2 separate regions of the Mus musculus genome follow, and region 1 is linked to region 2. A link is a contact called in public Hi-C data. All regions are on one chromosome and are shown on one strand. Each heading gives the region's core, a stretch centred on a gene start, on an enhancer-like site or on the middle of the called end of the contact. The rest is flanking DNA. Distances are from core to core; before and after follow the strand shown.

Region 1 (2,700 bases), core at 148-2,647, 110 kb before region 2:
CAACAGCGATTTTAGTGGATAAATATGGCCTTTAGGTTCAGAAAACACAGAAAAACAAAAAACAAACAAACAAACAAACAAACAAACAAAAACCTCATGAATTATGCTCTGAAAAATGACTTTCCAAATGTGGGCAGTCAGTATACCCAATTGTTTTCCTCCTTATAGAAAATGTGTCTCATGTGGTTATGGAACTCACAGAAGAAAATCTATATAGATCCACCTGTCCTGTCTGTCTCACATACATTAATCCGTAAAAGAACACAATTTAACATTAGAAGATACATTAAAAAACATTCATAGGTTGTTCAAACATGTATACTGTATCCCTTGGCAAACATGCACTGTGGTCCATTTAGATCTTTTTAACACACAAAGGAAAGCTTTCTCAAGAAAGGACAAATTCCTCTTACCATATATTCCATGTTTGCTGCTGGTGGGAACACTTTGCCCCGGACTTGATTATGATAATCGAGAATGGCGATCATGTCATTCTGAGAAATGTAACGCTTCCGCCTGGCTTTGGGGATATCCGCAGACTCTAGTGGTGTGCTGAGGGCGGCTTCAGTATCAGTGAAGTTATTGGCTGGCAGAGATGAGTCAGTGGGATTTAGTAAAACGACAGTATGTGCTTCACAGAGAAGGGACAAAAGAATCACAAGGCTGACTGCAGAGTTCATTATCATTTTCAGGGATGGAGAAGTCCTCCAGCTTTGCATTGCTTTGAAGCAAAAACAGTGTAGAGTTAGAGCCTTTACAAAATCAATCAAACAACAAACAAGCAATCAGAAAAGAGCAATAGGGTATGAATTTACATTGTCATCTCTAGGGAGAATTGTGTGGATGGACATTCTCCCAAAATCCTCAAAATTGTTGCCTGAATCTAATGTAATTTCATTTGGGTATGCTATGCGTCATACCTCTTAAAAGGAACTTTCTAGAGTTAAAGAAAGAAACCATGAACATTCCGTTTAAAATGAATGGGAATACTTTGCCCAAATGCTTGAACTGCAAGACACATTACTACAATGCCTGTTTCCAGCCAGGAATCTTTAGCAACCCAAGCTGACCCTGAGAATGAAGAAGACAAATATAGGTAGCCACAGCAAATGTGCTGATAATTTGTCCCAGACATTCTGCATACCGAGTGACATAGGGTAGTACAGAAACCCAGTCTCACTGCTAAGGGGGAAAATGATGTAAACTGCTTTAAGATAATTCATGCAATAAAATCTAGTTAATCCAAGTAGCTTACCTCTGCACAATGCCAAAATGAATACACTGCTCCTCCAACAACGTAAGTTTCTTTGTTATGTTGTAGCATCAACTCTTGTAAGAGGAGTATGTCTTATTACAAGCTCTCAGAGTGCAAGAGTCTGCAAGATTTGAATGCTGCTGGCTACAGAAACAGCTAACAGCTTTTATATGTCAGTTTGCAAAGTCCAGAAAGGGCAGGCTCTCTTAGGGTCTCTCAGCCAAAATCCAAGGGGAGGGGCTTGGGACAGAAAAGAAAAAAAAAAAAAAACAACCAACAACAGAGATTGGGTGGCAACCTTTTTATGTGGCAGTGAGGAAATTGAGTCACACCCACAGCTTACAAAGCACAAATCATGAGACACCCCCCTTTTCTACCTTTTCAGTGAGTGGTTAATTTTTCTTTCTTAGTATGCTCTAGCTCCTGGCTCCCATACCAAAAAGACAAGGGAAAGGAAGAAGGGGGGGGGGGAGGAATTAAAAGACTGTGGGTTCTTGAAAACACAGATGCCTGAGTAACAAGCAGTACATTTTCTGTTTAGATGCCAGCAAATGACATAGGAGCTAAAAAATCATGCTGATATTAAATCAAGAGATCGACTCACACAGTTAGTCTGGGTGGCCACAAATATTATTCACGAGGATTCCAGGCAAGTCAGTAGTAACCAAACTATAGCTTATGATGTTAGGATAATACATGCTCTAGTGGCTGTGCTGTCCGTCTCCATGTGGTTTTATTCCTGCAATTTATATATTTATCTCTTCTCATTCCATCTTCACTCCTTTTTTTCTTTCTCCAAAACAGTACAGTTAGCTAATTACCTGCTTTCTATCTGCCTTGTGTAAAATGTGAAATAAAACTCACAGCAAATGACAGAAGCCAAGATAACATCTGTTCCAGGCTTAGTAACATATACCTGAAATTTCAAGCAAGGAAAAATTGAGCTTCCCCATCATATCATTATATAGTACAATGGAGACCATGAAGAATCATACAGCAGCAGCAGCAGCCAAAAAGGACTTACTGAGAAGATGCCACTGAAGCAAAATCCACATCTGGCAAAGGCAGAGAAAGAATGCAAATAATACTATTGTAATCTGTAATGAAAAGATCCCCTGAAATGTTATGTGCCATTTTCTCACTAACAAAATCTGGACCATTTACAACCAGTCAGAACAGGTATTCAGAAAAACACAAACATATTTGCTCAGCCTACTGATGGAACTGTCGTCAGCATGTTTTTGCAGGGTGAGCATCATGTGAATTCACAGCCATCAAACCAATGAGTATGTGGCAGACTGGACTGGAATCCAGGTCTCCTAGGATTTGCTCCCACTCAGATCACTCTCAATCTGTGTGACCCAATGCCTGCCTTTAACTCTTTGTGAGTAAATTTTAAAATGATAGAGAAAAGATATGCACCCTTTGGAGAGGGAGCCTTAAAT
Region 2 (2,700 bases), core at 87-2,586:
CAGGATTATTATTTAAATGACTCAAAACCATTATGTTTAAAGTCAGCACAATAAATAGGTTATAGTTTTTCATGAATTCATGAAACAAAATATCTTTTTCTGTAAAGTGCCATCATTATATTTTAGGTAGCCATTTTCTGCAGTTGTTCAAACACTGCAAGACCCACAATGTGAGGACTCCCCCACGTTCTGACTCAGGAGAGGCAACACCCAAAATCACTCAGGAGAAATGGTCTTGATGCAAACTGCAAGAGGACTTTTATTTCAAAAGCGCTCTCGGGTCGACAGTCATACGCTGGGGTAGAGGACGTGGTGCCCTGAGTAGCTGGGTAAGGGGGTATTTAAAGGAAGAAACCACAACTCAAGGGAGTGGGGAGGATGTTGTTGGAAATACCAAAAATACCGGTTAAGAGTCACGGGGAAGTGCAAAGTCTCAAGAGTCACAAGGAATACCTGGTAATTTGCCACAGACCCTCTGGGTCCCTTGTCTGTGTGGAACGGGTCTCTGGTTGCAGGTGGGCAAAGAGTCGGTGAATGACAGACAGACCAACACATGAGATTGTGTAGAATCTGAATGTATTTTGTCAGGTCGAGCATCAAACTTTCTATACAGAAGAATAGCAAGAAACCAGACGAGACACAATCTACCAAGTCACAGTGACACAATACAAAAGGAATGTATACATCAAAAGAAGGCAGGGACCAGGCTGCTGCCACTAATAAGGGAGCCAGGTGTAAAGCTAGTCTATTGTTAAACCCACCACCAGACCTATTGTTAAACCCACCTTAGCAGACCTTCTCATGAATACTGCAATACCACAACCCCCCTATTTCCTGGGTCCTGATAATTTCTAGTAACTTTTAAGTATCTGTGGAGAATCTCCATTTGTCAGAAGAATTCACCAACTTGCTTCTAATATGCAATGTAGCCTGTACTGAAGATTTCTAGCTCAGTGGGATTCCCTGGCTCTTATGTGGTAAACACTCTGCAGACCAGTTTTGAGCTGCTTTGGCTACATCTTTTGTAATGCTTAATTAGTTACTGAATAGGTAACTTCCTTACTGCATTCCAACCAGATTCTAAGCTCATAGGCTTCTGGAACCTTGGAAGAATTCAATCTTAAAAGGCACTTATAATAAGATAATACTAAAAGAGAGCATGTGGATCCATACACCAGACTGACGCAGGGATAGGGTATGAGTATACGGGCTAATGAGGACGCCAAAACTCCAGGAGGTGAGTTTCCGTGAAACTCTTGGCCTCGTGAGTGCTCCCAGGCTTCTCAGCCTGTCAAGCAGACTTCACTGACGTGTATGTGGCAGTAATTGTGTGGGTTATTTCTCAACACAGTTTCTATGAGTCCCTAACAATAGCACATTTGCATAGCAGGTTCCATAAATGGTCAGGGTGGTCCTTTTTGAACAAACACTCCCTGAACCCAGGAAGCAGGTGGGTGGAGGAATGTAGCTATCTGTTTTATGATTAGCATGCCCTGGAGCATTGAGTCACAAAGGTCACATTCTCAAGCCTGGGCCTAAAGGCCTAGTTTTTATGTTTTTATGTTTCACTTTTTCAACACTATTGAGCCCAGCAGGATATGAGCAATGTATTACCAACAAGGAAGGGCCATGACACAGCAAGCCAGAGAACATGACCTGACATCTACAGGATCTTTAGCCAAACCATTTGAACTGGCTAGGCTTCTCTTCCTTATTTGTCATGAGGTATAGAGGATAGATACTTCCTAAGACCACTTTCAGTTTAAAAACCCTAGTAAATGGGGACTCATGTAAGAGACATTTGAAGGACAGTCATTTTGCTAAACATGTCCATCGTCTTAGATAGGCTTACTATTGCTGTGATGGCACTCCATGACCAAAAGCAACTTGGAGAGGATAGGATTATTTTGCCTACACATCCTAAATCTCAGCCAAAGAAGCCCACGGCAGGAACTCTCACACAGGGAAGGAACCTGGAGGGAGGAGTGGAAGCAGAGGCTACAAAGGAGTGCTGCTTATTGGTTTCTCTTCATGGCTTACTCAGCCTGATGTCTTATAGTGGTCAGGACTATCAGCCCAAGAGTGACCATGTGCATAATAGGTGGAGCTCTTCTGCATTGCTAATTAAGAAACAAGCTGCTGGATCTTGTAGAGACATTTCTTCAGCTAGTGTTCCCTCCTGTCTAATGACTCTAGCATGTGTCAAGTTGATATAAAACTATCCAACACAGTCAACCTTAGAACTGAGCCTGATCCCCAATAGATAGCCAAAAAAGGTGGCAGAAAAACAAATATAAATATTTATCATGTACTGTGCATTACAGTGGCCAAGAACCAATTATTTATCATTTTACATTTTTAATAAGTAATACATACTGTTTCATCAGTACAAGCAGCAGCATTGGTAGTATTTGGATGGTTGAAGATAAGAGCATATGTTGAGCAATTAACTGATCTGAGCTTAAACAGTAAAAGAAAAATGTGATTCAAATAAAGATGCAGATGACTCCATAGTTATCTTTGCTGTACTAGCACCTGACCAAAATATTCAGGTTAATACTTTTTGTCCCAAAGCAATTTATGTAAGATATGAACACATACACATGGGAAAGAAGGCATTAAAATGAGATGGGGAAATAAATATGGCTTCATCTGTGTTCTAAAGTTTTATACTCTGTTGAATCTTCTCTGAGATCTGGC

Evidence for each region. A called contact is a pair of places that touch in the nucleus more often than the background predicts.
Region 1: a Hi-C map of adipose-derived mesenchymal stem cells shows a contact between it and region 2, with 2.6 times the contacts expected there. The contact joins the promoter of Pi15 here to the enhancer-like site in region 2. A contact is called at or near these places in 1 of 39 promoter capture datasets (macrophages), 4 of 484 Hi-C or Micro-C datasets (adipose-derived mesenchymal stem cells, macrophages and uterus) and 1 of 115 datasets of contacts at active chromatin or transcription factors (the NIH/3T3 cell line).

The regions. Positions count from the first base shown.
Region 1 is chr1:17,600,598-17,603,297 of GRCm38.p6, reverse strand. It overlaps Pi15 (peptidase inhibitor 15), which reads right to left and starts at 1,397. Exons shown (of 6, transcript NM_053191.2): 1 at 1,256-1,397; 2 at 414-721. The coding sequence starts at 719.
Region 2 is chr1:17,488,322-17,491,021 of GRCm38.p6, reverse strand. No RefSeq gene overlaps it. Among named protein-coding and RNA genes, the nearest start is that of Pi15, 110 kb to the left of the region's middle. Within about 2 kb of position 1,336, at least 51 of the 459 cell types and tissues checked have an H3K27ac peak or open chromatin away from gene starts, as enhancers often do. A contact at or near this core is called in the NIH/3T3 cell line, adipose-derived mesenchymal stem cells and uterus, where this site is marked.